Regions from separate parts of the Mus musculus genome. Here region 2 is linked to region 1. Evidence: chromatin contacts called from public Hi-C data. All regions are on one chromosome and are shown on one strand. Each heading gives the region's core, a stretch centred on a gene start, on an enhancer-like site or on the middle of the called end of the contact. The rest is flanking DNA. Distances are from core to core; before and after follow the strand shown. Region 1 has its middle 140 kb from the start of Pcsk1. Region 2 has its middle 280 kb from the start of Pcsk1.

What was found. A called contact is a pair of places that touch in the nucleus more often than the background predicts.
Region 2: a Hi-C map of the G1E-ER4 cell line shows a contact between it and region 1, with 2.4 times the contacts expected there. The contact joins two enhancer-like sites. A contact is called at or near these places in 2 of 15 datasets of contacts at CTCF or cohesin (the G1E-ER4 cell line and pro-B cells), 5 of 484 Hi-C or Micro-C datasets (the C2C12 cell line, the G1E-ER4 cell line, embryonic stem cells and 1 more) and 1 of 115 datasets of contacts at active chromatin or transcription factors (large pre-B cells).

Annotation. Positions count from the first base shown.
Region 1 is chr13:75,226,749-75,230,300 of GRCm38.p6, forward strand. No RefSeq gene overlaps it. Among named protein-coding and RNA genes, the nearest start is that of Pcsk1, 140 kb to the left of the region's middle. Within about 2 kb of position 1,358, at least 28 of the 459 cell types and tissues checked have an H3K27ac peak or open chromatin away from gene starts, as enhancers often do. A contact at or near this core is called in the G1E-ER4 cell line, where this site is marked.
Region 2 is chr13:75,365,488-75,368,654 of GRCm38.p6, forward strand. No RefSeq gene overlaps it. Among named protein-coding and RNA genes, the nearest start is that of Pcsk1, 280 kb to the left of the region's middle. Within about 2 kb of position 1,829, at least 33 of the 459 cell types and tissues checked have an H3K27ac peak or open chromatin away from gene starts, as enhancers often do. A contact at or near this core is called in the G1E-ER4 cell line, where this site is marked.

The DNA of each region.
Region 1 (3,552 bases), core at 108-2,607:
AACAGTTTTATTGGTTTCTAAGACATCTGAAGTATGTTCTTAGTTCTCCATTCTCTGATCCTGCCCTGAGGACTTCTAAAGTCACAGACAGTGGACAGAAGAAGAGTGTCCCTGCATCCAGGCTGCCCTTTGCCCAATACAGCAGGTCAGCTTTAATCTTAGCAGTGTCTTTCATCTAAAAGGGCATATGCCAAGCAAGATGTTAATGTGACACTCTGCACAAGCACACATTATGAGCCCCAAGTGCAGATGTGGCTACATGCATTTCAGAGCAGCCAGCTAGCATCTACAGAAATTCAGACACCTTGATGCCCAGTTGCTGTGTGGCTTTGTGGCATCTTCTACCAGTGTGTCTATGAATATAATTTAATATTATTTAATAGTTTTCTAATAATTTACTCTTGCTCTATCATATTAGAGAATTCTCTAAAGTCACTCTGTAGCAAAACCATAAATTACATAAAATACAGCTTTACATAATATTAACCAGTATTATATATAGATATATAGAGATTATAGTTGCCTTTACCATCATCCTTTCCGTGGTTGAAAACCAAAAAAAGGATATACTGGTGTTAAGTAAGGGTTGCACTGGATGAAGTAGCTTGTCAGGGTGACTGTGTTTGCTCTCTTCACAGAACAAATTCTTAAACGCTCCAAAGTAAGTTTTATTTTTGCTTCAGCCTAGTTTTAGTTGTAGGGTTTGTTAAGCATCAGGTTTAAATTTTCCAGCTTTCCAAATGCCAGGCAAGAATTGGGGCATATCGCTGAGCTATGGCCTGATTCTTATGTTTACTTAGTCATTGACAGGGTCTCACTGTTTTTCTCAGGCTGGCCTTGAACTTGAGGTCCTCACACCTTTACATCCCAGATAGCTGGAATTAAAAGCCTTCACTACTAGATTTGACTTGAAAAATATTCTTTAGTCAAATAAAATCATTTTGAATTAAAATTTGACATTGTTCAAAGCATGCTTGATGGGGAAAAATAACTGGAAACACTCGTCATGGCAGATCAGGTGTGTCCTTCCAAGGAGTTCCACTGGAGGGCAGTGTGTGCTTCAGAACAGGCGAGTGCTTCTGGGTTTGGAGCCGCATTGGTATGAAAATCTACACACCTTGGCAAGTTTTTAATCACAGGGGGGCACAGGAATACTGTATTCCCAGTCCTCCTTCTGACTGCATTGAGGATTAAAACAACTAAAGTGACTATTCAACTGAAGCCTGTCTTTTTTACAGACCCAAGCATGAAGACTATAATAGTTACTTGAAATTCATAAGACCAACTTAAGTCTTCATAGCAAAGCATGTGTACTGGAGAAAAGAGGAAGCAAGGAAAGAAAAGAACAGAGTGGTGGTAGAAAACTACCGCGAGCATTATTACTGCAGTCAGTGAGGCATGCTGAGTGGTGCTGGTGTTTTCAGAGTGGGCTAGAGCATGCTAGACAAGGAGTGGGTTTCCCCTGTAGGATTCTGAGTGGATTTAGACAGGTGGTTTTGGTCCAGAAGCTCTTGAGCAGGGGCACAGAGCAGAGCAATTACAGAAACCCTGTCCAGCGAGGCAGTTGTTGAGGTGGTCAAGGCCAGAGAATGCTCAGCTCTAACAGTGTATGGAGAATAAGAATGGAATCAGTCTGAGAGACAGAAAAGATGGACATGTCCTAGGATTTAATAATCAGTTTTCTGAAGTGGAGGAGGGAGAAATTCTAACATTTTATAACAGGGGAAAAAAAAGTGACAAATAGAAATTGAAGAAAATGGAGGAAGGTGCGTTTTGAGAAATGGAGCCAAACATCTGGAGAATATCCAGAGAAAAAGTACCTAGGAGGTGATGGAATTGTTGAGCCTGAAGATCAGGGGAGGGACGGTAAGGTACTAAAGACAGTGTCATTGGCACAAAGTTAGTAATTAAAATGTTGAGTGTGGATAAGCTCATCCAAGAAGATTGCCAGTACTGGGAGGAAAGAAACAGACAGCTGGACCACCCAGCACAAGTGGTGGGAAGCAGAGGAGGCCACAGTGAAAAAAGACAGAAACAAACAAGACAAACCAAGAGCAGAATTCTCTGTGGAGCAGTGAAACTCAACCAACAGAGGCAAATGCCCCAGAAATGAGCTGCAACACAAAGTCCACAACAGCTAGTGTGCAGGTACCTAACAAGAGAAGCAGATTGCAGAGGCTGCCAACAGTGAATATAGTCTTGCTCCATATAGGTTAGTCCTTTATGAAGCTTATATGAAAAATAAAAAAGAAGACATAGGGTCCAGAGAATAAGGGGAGTAGGTCAGAAGTAGATTTCTTGTTACTGAATTCAAGTGAATCCACTAAAAGTAATCCCTAGCAGAGGGATGCTGATGTTTCAAGAGGGAGGTTGAACTGTAGAGCCTGGTCTTGGCAGGAAAAGCTGAGGTTAGCTTAGCACAAAATAATGGAGACATGAAATCTTCTAAAACTAAAGGCAGACGATGAAAGATGTGAAGGAGAAAAGAAATCAAAGGAACTGGTGCTCAATTGCCTCTGTAGCAGGGTAATTATCCTAGCTTCCTCATACAGAAGGATCAGACCTTTTTTTTAAACAAGAGTTTCTGAAACTACATCTAAAAGTAAAAGAGACTGGTGCTCCTAGGTGGACGTGTGTGATTATGGGGCAGCAGCATGGTAGTTCTTTTCCAGAATTTTGTATAGAACACTATTTAGTCAGGATTCTACAAACAGTTCTTCTCGTACCTACAATGGTGTATGTTTCTAAATGACCTGATAATACAGCACTGGTATTGAAGTTAAAGGAAATGAGTGACAGGATGCACTTTTATTTTTATGGAGTTTTTATGGAGAAAGAGAAAACAGTGACAGCGACCATGAGGCTGACCGTCACCCTCAACCTGACCCTCACCCTTACCTTCACCCTAACCTTTCCTTACCCTATCCTAACCCAGTAGCTGAGCATCAGGCTCTTCTAAGGCAGTTCTCTAAAGATGGATGCCATGAGCTGTCACACAGACATTAGCTCCTTAGTCATAAAAAGGAGTCCACCTTCCAAGTTGGGGTCAGCAGAATTAAGTGGGCTTGAGAAAAGAGCCTCTGTCCTTGCCCATCCTGAACAGCTGAGCAGGCTAAGAAGAGAGTCTGCAGGTTCCAGGCTAGCTGCCCTTCAAAACTGCTCATCAGCCCCTGGAACCTGAGGCTTTCAAAAATAACTGACACCGGACATTGCATGAGAGATGTATAATCTGAATTAAAAAAATAGATCCATTATGACATTTCTTGTACTTCCATGTGGACATGACTTCACCCCCAGTATAGCACAAATTTCTTGACAAAGTAAGTTTGACAACAGTAAAGATTGTGTTGAATAGGTTACAGATTTGAGAAGTTAAAAGTCAGGAAATTATATTTAAAAACTCAGTCTTTAGACTCAAGAAAGCAAAGTTACTGTTGGACAGAATCTATCTATTCCTCATAGTTGAGGATCAGCTGGACCTACTCCAAAACATATTTTCTAGACAAGAATAAACAAGGCTCAGAGAGGCTGTCCTTTACCTAAAGCCACACA
Region 2 (3,167 bases), core at 579-3,078, 140 kb after region 1:
TTAGAAACAGCAATTAAATTGATTATTACAGAATACTGATATTTGGCCTATTGCATAGCAAACTTTTTAGGTAAAATTGATAAACATTATCCAAAAGATAAGATTGCTTCTATGCATGCTTTTGTATTTTCTGTAAATTTATGCATGCATGCATGCATCCCATAAAGAATACATCTACTGTATTTAAAAACAGCCCTTCTATGGGAGAAAAGTATATGTGATTGGATCACATGTTTATTCTTTTGAGTTACCTGCTGCTTCAGCACAGATAATTGAATTGTGTGCTGTAGCCTGTGTTTTGAAATGTTGAAAAAATCAAGCTTTAATTTGTATACTAATAGTCGATATATATGTATATACAAATTAAAGCTTGATTGTCTCTCTATACATAGCTATAGCTCAGGGCTTACAATTGCTTGAAATTGGTTATTTCTTAGATACTACAAATTCTTAAATTTGCAATTGTTTACTCATATACAACTCAAGTTAAGAAAAAAAAATACTGTTCCTTTAAAGGACTGTCTTTGGACATTTAAGAACTCATTCTAAATTGCCTGGACAAGACCTCTTAAAACAATGCCACCCCAAATTTACATCCCAGACAGATTATAGGCCTTACACAAGAATAATTGTCCATATTATCTCATTCTTTACATCATCAAAATAGTAGTGGCTTGAGATAATAATTTGGTATTTTTTAGAGAATGTGCATGTCAAATTGTAAAGAATTGTTCTCATTGTCCTCAGTTTCTACCTGTTCAATATAATTGTGTTAATTCTTGAGGACTTATACTTAATCAATTATTGCAAATGAATACTCATATTTCTGATTTTTAAAAAGTAAAATATGCACATGTGACTATTGATACCTTTTCAGGCTTTCTAGTTGCAACTGCTCTAACAAGAGAAGCAACTAAAAGTGTAATTAGTCATGGCCTATCTTAATATTTTTTGTATTCTTGGTGTTCCAAATTAGATTAAAACAGATATTGGAACTGGCTATTAAAGTCAAATATTTGAGATGTTTTGTGAACAATTTAATGTTACCCATGTTACTGAGATTTTTTTATATTTCTCAAGGACAGGGTATTGTGGAACTTTAAAATTATATCTTCTTTAAAAACAATAAAGGGGGAAATTATATCCCCATGTACATTATTTAAATCACACTTTTTATTTTTTTAAATTTTAAAATATTGGATGCCAAAGAACTCCTTGTTAAGTGCCTTACAGTATCTTAACACTAGGCATACTCATGCCTAGGTGAGATGGAGGATCCACTTATTGGTATATGGCATGATCCTGATCATATATTTAATATGGGGAAGAGGGCACATTTGTGTTTTTTTCCATAGAATGCTGTAGGAGCATGGCAGTTGCCAGAATGATTCGTGTGACAGACTGATCTGTGAGCTTGCTTAGTGCCCTGACAATGGTGATAAGAAAGCTGTATTGGGTTTGGGTTCTTGACCCACCTTTGCTTGGCTTTGTCCCAGATTAGACAAGCTAAGCTGCCTTGCTTCAAGCTTTTTAACCTGTGGGACAGAGAACATAAGTGACTGTGGAAACCGACTTCGAAAAATTAATCAAAAGGAGGAGTGTAGAATCCAAAATAAATTCAAGACCACCTAGCCCCTTCCCCCTCTGAAGGGACTTTCCAAACTATATAGTTTTACCAAGTCTACAGCTGCCAAAACAAGATTAGCTGTTCTTGGAAAAATAACCATAACAAAAATAACAGTTCTCAGAAAAATTCTTCTGCCCTGCCTCACACTAAATTCCAAGAAAAACCACAAGGGCAGGCAGAGTGAGTCACTAGGCCAAAGGTAGTCACCCTATGAGAACCAACCAATGCCTGAAAGGGTTACTTGCTGCACCATTAGAGAAAGCCAGCTAGCCCTGTTGCCTAAATCTGCCCCTTACAATGAATAAAAAGTGTGTTCTTTCTTTGTTTGGGGTCTCTCTTCTTGCCTGCATACTGAGGGGGGTCCCCAACACATTGGATCAATAAAAAAACCTCTTGCAGTTTGCAGCAATGTCGATCTCTGTGGTCTTTGTTAGTGAGGGTCTTTTGGCGGACTCCAACAGGAATTATAATGACTCTTCTCTTTCCTTTAATGTGACCAGTTATTCTGACTCAATCATGGACTGCTCTAGTAATAAATCCAATATTAGAGAGTCCTATTATGAAGATAGCTAAAAACCTTTTAGCCAGCAGAGTTAACTTGGAGCATAACCTATTTACATGAGAAGTAACAGCTTTTCTGTTGATTCTCAAAGTCACCTGCCCCACACAAGGAGGCCAGAGTTTGGGCTTTATCATTGCTAATTTGCAACTGAATAGAGTACCTGGACTTATGGACAGACAAACTTAATCATGTTGCTTTCAACTTTGGGTTTGCATTTCAAGCAGGTCGGTTACCTCCATGCAGGATCACCTTCAGCAAGTGCAGATGGCAGAAATTCAGCTATATGAAGAGATGCATTGAGTGTATATTGTGGCTTTCCTCTGATTGGGAAAAGGGTGTGCAATGAGGGCCAGCAGCCAAGGATGGGCCACTGTATCTATGGCTTATTTCAATCTAAGACAGAGGCATGTGCCAAGAAGCAAAAGCAAGAAGTTTGTTCATAATAACACCAAAGAGCCGTGTTTGTGCAAATAAATACATATAAGCTGCATGTATTCTCCAGGACAGATAAGAATAAGTCCAATAGATTCAGTCCTAAGAGAGGCACAGGCACAAGCCACCATAATTCCCAGGCAGGACCATGGAGCCTATACCCCAGTCCAGCTAATTTTTTATTAAATAACTAGAGAGGAATTATAGCCTCCCCTAGCCTTGAGCAGGCTGGCGCAGACCTGTTCTGCCACTGTCAGCTAGCCCACCTAGGGTAGCGTCCTCAGACCTAGATAGGTCTATTGTTCTGTCATAACTGCGGTTTTCTGCAAGACAACGCTACCTGCTACCCGCTGAGAGGCTGAACCTGTCTTCCTGAGGCAATCCTGAATAAGCAACAGCCTGGTAACAGAGTGAAGAGAGCCTGGTGACAAGGTGACAAAGCATTGAGAGCCTGGCATGGTGGGGGATGGGCTCAGACTCTCTCTTTTTTTTTTTTTTTTTAGAAGGCAGCTGTTTAATCACCTCCTTGGATACACTCAAGGATAA